Regions from separate parts of the Mus musculus genome. Here region 1 is linked to region 2. The links are chromatin contacts, called in public HiChIP or PLAC-seq maps. All regions are on one chromosome and are shown on one strand. Each heading gives the region's core, a stretch centred on a gene start, on an enhancer-like site or on the middle of the called end of the contact. The rest is flanking DNA. Distances are from core to core; before and after follow the strand shown. Region 1 overlaps L3mbtl3 (L3MBTL3 histone methyl-lysine binding protein). Region 2 overlaps Epb41l2 (erythrocyte membrane protein band 4.1 like 2).

Region 1 (3,711 bases), core at 360-2,859, 970 kb after region 2:
GAAAACCCATGTGAGGAGACTGAGGAGATAACTCAGGCATAGAAAGCCCAAGACAAAGCAAACAAACAACAAATATTTTATGTTATGAAGCTGAAGGTGGTTGGGCCTCTAATAATCATTGTAAGTTAAAAGTACTATGAACTAACAACCCAGACTTTATCCTCCAACTCAGGAAGTCTGCTTCTAGAAAATGATCCTACTAGATACTCGTGTGTGTGTGTGTGTGTGTGTGTGTGTGTGTGTGTGTGTGGGTTCTTCGTAGGTAGAGAGTTACAACAGTTCAATGCCATGGCATAAAATGCCACAGGGAAAGGCAAAGAGGAAACTCCATTCTAATGTAGAAATAATTCAAGATAGAATTAATATGACTAATTTTAAGCAAAGTACAAAAATGCTGCGCTACCATTTGTATAAAACCAAAGGAGATATGGAGTATGTCCCCTGTATGTACATAAGTTATGTTTAGAAGGATCGGTCAGCAACTGGAAATTCCAGCTGTGTCCAAAAGGAGGGGAGACAGTGTTCAACAACAGCCACATTGAGCTTTCTCCATGTTAAAATTAAAACTAATGTTAAAACAATACATTCAAAAGTTATGATATCTAAGCAGGGTCTGGCCAGGTTAATACTTGGATGGGGGAGCACCTGGGAATACCAGGTGCTGTAGGCTTTAAAAAAAAGGTTATGATATAAATATAATATATAAATGTTAAATCCTACTTCACGCTTATTTAAAAGTATATTATAAGAGGCATGTCTTCCCACAAAAATATTTGCTACTAATGTCAACAAGAGAAAAAAATGGTGTAGAAGTCGCTATGGGAAAATTAGCCCTGTGAAGCTCTTGGGTTACTGAGAGAGAGGAGTTAACTCTAAGTGCATGCTTATCAGTATAACATATGGCAAAGACCATATACACCCCCAGACCCAGTGTTTACAGCCCCACCATCCTGATCAACCCCTGAAGTTGTGGTGAGACTTCCTAATCATTGCTTCCTCAGAGACATGATTCTTCATAAGCTGAGGGGCAGGCGCGCATTGCCAGGCCTGGCCTACGTCCAGGTAGGGCTCTTAGTCAGAGAGCTTATTCTTAACTGCTATGAACACTGCAAATAAAATGATTTTTAAAATAAAACTTTTTTTTAAGAGAAATCATACAAGCAAAATTAACTACTAGTGGAGTCTAGTGTTGACGACAGAATAAAGGGAACGTGGACATGTTTATGAAAGCCATAGTTCCTGGCCACAAGATAGACATTTCAAGATCAACTGAAGACAGAAATGTCAAATGCAATGACTCAGACACATCGTGTGAACACAGCCACTAAGCCTTCCAAAGAATACCAGTAGAAAAGATGTGCAAATTTATTTCAGTTAGTGCTCGACACCATAAAGATCACTCAACAAGAGAGATGCGTAGTGAGGGCCTAGAGAGATTATTTCTGGTCTTCTTTTAGTGATTTCACAGAACGTAGTTTGAGAATTGAAGGTGGCTTGGGACCTAGCCCTCACAAATGTCATAGATCGACTCATCTCACTTTGACTAGACAGTCTTTCATGCCACCTGTTTGTTTTCTGCCATGAGCAGATAAAAGAGGCTTTGCGAGACAGGCAGAAGTTTCTGGAGCCGACTCTGAAGGAAAGAGACGAGATGGAGAGAAGATAAGAGTCCTCTGAACACAACTGCTCAGCACAAAAGAAAAGAAAAGAGAGGCCCAACTCCCACCCAAAGTCTGGAACAGCAGGTGGAAGGAGCCAGCCAGGATGACATCAACGCCATGTCATCTGGCCAGTCATGCTCAAGGCATGTCTCTAGAAGTTATAGTGAGAGGAACGCTAAGATGGTGCTCAGATAGAGTAAAGAAAGAGACAGAGGCTGGGGACATGACTCGGTGAAAAACCCATGTCCCAAAGGACTGAGGCCTAGATTCAGATCCACAACATCCACACTGCTCACTGCTTCCCCTGATCCTAACACTCAGCAAGCGGAGAGCGGCAGAGGAAGCTGGGACCTCGAGCAAGAGACCATGCTGAGAATAATCAAGAAAGCCATTGGATGTCAACCGCTGACCTCCATATATATGGTATGAGCCCACAAAACACATACACACACACACACACACACACACACACACACACACACAATCAAAACCAAAGGATTTTTATAACTAAAAACAAACAAAAAAAACAAAACTTAAATAAGGGTTAGGGTGTAGTCCAGCAGTATGGTGCTTGGCTAAAATTATATGTTCCTAGGACCACAAAACGATAAAGCAAACCAAAAAGAGTCAGGTAAATGACCACTATCATGTTATAGCTTCTTTGTTTGAAGCTCCACGCTACATTTTTCATTTAACAGATGCAATTTCAAAATTAAGGTACAGCGATGCTAAGGTTGTAAGCCCAGGTTATTCAATGGGGGATACATTACTTCAGAGCAGAATCACATTAAAATTCAGAGAACATGACTAAAGGTGTGTGACTCACAGGAGAGGCCTGACGTATTACTGCCTGATGGAGACCGACTTATCTTCCTAGGCTTTGGTTACAAAGATAGCACACCTTAATCCCTTATGTGATCGTGAATCAGGGGCACTAAAATCATTACCATGAGCCAAACAGAATGACAATTGTGTAAAAGAGTGACAGTACAGTGGAAAAAAAAAACCACATCAGAGGTAGGAAGGCCTGCTTAAGATCAATGAACATGCTTGCTGGAACACACGTTTAATCCTGGAACTGGGAGGGCAGAGGCAGAGAAAGCTGGATCTTTGGGAGTTCAAGGCTAGCCTGAGTTATAAAGGTTCTGGGATAGACGGGGCTACCTCATGAGACCCATTCGCAAGAGAGAGAGAGGGAGGGGGAGGAGGGGAGAGGGGGAGGGGGGAGAGAGAAGGGGAGGGGGAGAGTGAGAAAGAAAGAAAGAAAGAGAGAGAGAGAGAGAGAGAGAGAGAGAGAGAAAGAAAGAAAGAAAGAAAGAAAGAAAGAAAGAAAGAAAGAAAGAAAGAAAGAAAGAAAGAAATCATTCTTTAGCAACTGGTTTGTGCTGCTCACCTAGCAGGGCTGTATATGAAAATGCTAGGCCTCCTCCAGGCCCCACAGGTGAACCTTGTCTTTCCTTCACTGTTTGCCCACCATGACCATCCTCCTCCTCCTCCTCCTCCTCCCCCTCCTCCTCCCCTTCCTCCTCTCTCACCTTTCCTACATTGCCAGCTCCTCATTTTTCTTAGCTAACTATGAAGATTAGGCAAGCCATGTAATATGCTAGAAAGCAAGGTCTCTATCTCCCCAAGAAAACAGTCAAACACAATATAAGCCTATTCTAACTGTTTAGTTTATAAGGTTTTGGAGAGAATGTGAAAATTGTTCAGGGATCTTAGAGACAGCCCGCCAGATGTGGTTGCTCATGCTCGTGATGTCAGCACTAGGGACTCTGAGGTGGGAGAGATTCTAAAGTCCTTGACCAGTTTGAACTACATAGTGAGCTCCAGAACAGTCAGGGCTAAGGTAGGAGAACCTGTGTAAAACGAAAAACAAAAGCAATCAACCTAAATAATCAGTGTTCCCCCCCCCCCCCCCGCAGTTTATTTCAACTACTACTATCATGAACCACTTTTGTTCAAACCTATATTAGAAGATGCTAAGATGGCTACATTAAAAGTAGTTCTTTTCAAACACAGACCATTATAGAACTGGCCAAATGAGAAAATA
Region 2 (3,802 bases), core at 637-3,136:
AACTGTTATTCTTTGGAAATGCTTGTTGAAGGTTATTGAAGACATTTTCCTCCTTAAATCCTGAAATTCTGTGTGTGTATGTTTGAGTATGTGATGCATGTACCTGCACATGTCCCTGGAGGGCTTGGGTGGTGTTCCTCAAGTATTATCTATTCTTTTTTTAATGAGATAGGCTCTCTCACTGTCCTGCAAGTTGTGCTGGCTGACCAGGAAACTTTAGCAATGCAGGGTTTACCTCCCCAGTGCAGAGGTTACGAGAGAACCCCGTGACTGCCTTTTCCCTCTAAAATGTAGCTTCTGGGGGCTGGACTCCATTCAGCTCCGTCAGCTTGGAATGCAGACATTTTACTAGCGAGTTTCCTGATCCTTAGAGTTTTTACAGCATAAGACAAAGCCATTGTGTAAGAGGGCAGTCACTGTTATTAAGGCTGGAAGCTCGTAATCTTAGCCCTCCAGATGCTGAGGCCTGAGGAGTTCTGCAAGTCTGAGGCCAGCTTGAACTATTCTGTGAGACCCGTTTCAACAGAAAGATTAGTAGCTGAGACTTTTCTGAGTTCGATCTATCTCTTGAGTGACTTATATACTTCAGAGCCAATTCTTCCCTAATTCTTCCCTAATTCTTGGTCCTTTTAAAACGAATAGTTTCTGATTCCCACCAGTCGGCTTAGCTGCCATCTCTTTGTCACTCTTGGATGTGCACAGCATCTACCAGGTTCCATTTTAACAGCCGACTGTGCAGGCTTTTCCAGCTACTGTCTTTTCTCAGAGCAGCAGCCATGCTTTAGCCTGCTCCTAGTGATTGGCATGTGTTAGAGCACTCTCTGCGTATTTATGGAATGAATAAAAACTAGTAAATGAAACACAAGTCTTAATGAAGTTCAGATTATGTTATGGTTTGAATGGAAATGTCGCCGACAGGTTTATGAGTTGAATGCTTGGAGCCTCAGCTGGAGGCACAGTTCTGAGAAGCAGTGGAGACTTTAGGAGATGATGGGGCCTGTCTGAAGCAGTAGGTCACTGGGATGTGCTGGCCTCTTCCTCACTCCATTTCTTTTCTGCTTCCTGGGTGCCTTGGCGTGAGCTTCTTGCCATGGATGCTTTCCTGGTCATAGTGGACCAAATGCCAAGACCTGAGCTGGAGTATGCTGTGCTTTTGGTTGAGTGTGGTGCTTGTCACAGTGAGTCCAACACACACTGTTACTTTTCTTTCCTCGCTAGGAATGAGAGTGCATTACCTGACTTGGATGCTCCTTTTGCCATGTAGAAATTGTAGGTGCTGGTGGTGATGTGGTATGTCTTAGAGTTGAATGAGATAGGTTCTTAGCGGAGCTGGGTATAGGTGCTTTTCTCCAGAGGGCTTACTCAGCTGCCTTCTCCTGTATCCCTTCCTGCAGAGGCGGCCTCCTGTATTGTCTCCTCCCCTCTTGGCTGCTCTCAGTGGCATTCCAGAATCCTCTCCTATCACTTCCTGCCTAATCAGATGTCCTGTTAGTTGATTGCAACTATTTAGTATTCCCTGTCTGCTGTAAGCACTGGTTCTCAATCCTGGCAATGTTAGAACCATCTGGGGGATTTGAAAAGAGGAAAAAGGATGAGAATCTTAGACCTACCGGATAGTACCATGGCAAGGGAGGAAAGCGCTGAGGGGAAAGTGAGATCTGGGGCCCTTTCCAAGAGAATGAACCATTTACCCTAAAAACTTGGCAACAGCTTGGACCCTTAGAACTCCTCTTCACAAATCCCGTCCCTATTCTTCACATTCTTCACGCTGAGGTATCAAGCCTGTCTTAGCCATTTGGTTTCCACTTTCTAGCTCCTTTCTGTTCCCTTTGATGTTCTTTTCTCCCCACCACTTCTCAAGCTGCCCTTTGTGCTTGATGATGTCACTTCCCTACTGTGGAGCAGTTAAGAGCTCCCTTTTAAGTGTCAGAATTCAAAGTCAACAGTTGGTATCCTTCTCACGGGATGCCCTATTCTAGCCATAGGACTTTCCGTGGCTGCTGGACAGCTTTGTTTTTCCAGATTTGAAGACATCCTTTTCATTTTATTTTAAAGAAAGGCTTAATTTCTATATTTGATTACTTGTACATGTGTGGGGATCTTTCTTGTGTGAGTGTGTGGGTTACCCTCAGGGTCCAGAACAGTTTATTAGATCCCCTGGAGCTGGAGTTAGAGGCGGTTGTGAACTACCTGATGTGGGAGCTGGGACTTGAACTTGAGTCCTCTTATAGACTAGCAAATGCTCTTAGCTTCTGAGAGATCTTGCTGGCCTCCTCTGTGAGTTGTATCTTAATTGCTCTCTTTTAGAGTTCCTACACCAGTTACTGAATTTTGAGTGGTCAAGAACTATAGCCATTCTTTAGTTGAACCTTTAACTTACAAATGCAACCCCAGGATGTTGACATTTTAAGTGACTCCAAGCAGCCCTAACCTATGCCAAAAAAGTAGCCACGGACCCTGATACGGCTGCCTCTGCAGCCACAGCCCCTAATACAACTGCAGCCTCGGCACTCTTCTCACTTCTTTTCCGTCTTAGCTGGCTCCACTTGTCTCTCATACCTTCTCTATCAGCTCAGCACAGGCTGTGGTGGAACACCTAATTCTAGTGTCATTTAGGTTCCATGACAGCATCAGACAGACCTTTTGTTACTGTAGTAATTAACAGTGCTGCTGTTGCTGATGATGCTTCAAGAGGTTCCCTCTCTGTTCCTTACAAACCTCTCTGCAGGGCACTGATACCCCCATTTTAGGAATAAGGAAAAAAAGGTATGAAGGTCTGAGAGGCGAAGTCCTTAAATATCAGGGTTAGGTTTGAGTGCAGGTCTGGTCAGAGCCAGGCTTATTTAGATGGTTTTGTAATTGTTTACTGTAGGTGTCTTGTTTTTCACTGACCATAAGGCTCTAAATAACAAGGTCTAGGTCATGGATGTCTCTTTCAGCAGCTTTCACCCAAGAGTGCATTACACGTTTTCTTCCTTAGTTGGAAGGGTGTCTAATTCGGATCACACTTGAGTGTAGTGTCAGAGCATTGGTAAAGAGGCAGAGAGAGCAGAAGGTGAGAGATGAAGCGTAAGCCTAGGACCTCATTAGGTCCTTCATCTCAGACATACAGTGCACAGCACAGTTCTCTGACTTTTATTGTTTAGTGTTTGAAACCAGGTTTTCATTTAGTTACCTGGAGAGTTTGTGCTAGCATCCCATATGACATTGTCACCTCTGGCCTTGTTCATTGTTGCATATGATGTTCCTTGGTTAAGAGGGACTGAGGCTGTCTCCTGCAAGAATATTAATGAGTAGCTTCCATGGAAGGATGCATCTTCAATCAGCATCTTCAGCTTGTCTAAGGCACTGAGGGCTTCCAACTTGGTGAGCAGCTGAACCAGGCAAGAGCCTTCTGTGATAGTGTGGGGCATGTGGACAGTTCAGCATCTATTGTCATGCAGTTATGGGTAAAGAATCTTGTCTTTTGCTTCTTGGGATGGTGAACCATTTTAGCTGATTAAGCTGATTTCCTGGGGTTTTTCTTTTCCCCTGAGATTTGTACTCAGTGTTCTTTGTTCTTCTGAAATAACTCTCACAGAATATTGTGATAGCCTAAGTCTTTACGGGTTAGAGTCTGAGAGTGCACAGAGGAGATTCAGGAGCATACTTGGAGGGTGATCTTCCAAGTTTATTTTTCAACACATTTGAATGGCCATTTTGAAATGAATGCAGTGTGTGGCTTGAGAGGGAAGCTCCAAGATGCACTCGGGCTAAAGCAAGTGTGTGGAGAAGCCTATGGAGGAGAGCAGAGACTTGCTTT

Evidence for each region. HiChIP or PLAC-seq counts read pairs in DNA pulled down with a chosen protein or histone mark.
Region 1: an H3K27ac HiChIP or PLAC-seq map of regulatory T cell precursor shows a contact between it and region 2, with 6 times the contacts expected there. The contact joins two enhancer-like sites. A contact is called at or near these places in 1 of 39 promoter capture datasets (hippocampal neurons) and 1 of 115 datasets of contacts at active chromatin or transcription factors (regulatory T cell precursor).

What each region holds. Positions count from the first base shown.
Region 1 is chr10:26,357,377-26,361,087 of GRCm38.p6, forward strand. The region is part of intron 1 of L3mbtl3 (L3MBTL3 histone methyl-lysine binding protein); the gene reads right to left. Among named protein-coding and RNA genes, the nearest start is that of L3mbtl3, 15 kb to the right of the region's middle. Within about 2 kb of position 1,610, at least 45 of the 459 cell types and tissues checked have an H3K27ac peak or open chromatin away from gene starts, as enhancers often do. A contact at or near this core is called in regulatory T cell precursor, where this site is marked.
Region 2 is chr10:25,385,620-25,389,421 of GRCm38.p6, forward strand. All of the region lies in intron 1 of Epb41l2 (erythrocyte membrane protein band 4.1 like 2), which reads left to right. Among named protein-coding and RNA genes, the nearest start is that of Epb41l2, 28 kb to the left of the region's middle. Within about 2 kb of position 1,887, at least 64 of the 459 cell types and tissues checked have an H3K27ac peak or open chromatin away from gene starts, as enhancers often do. A contact at or near this core is called in regulatory T cell precursor, where this site is marked.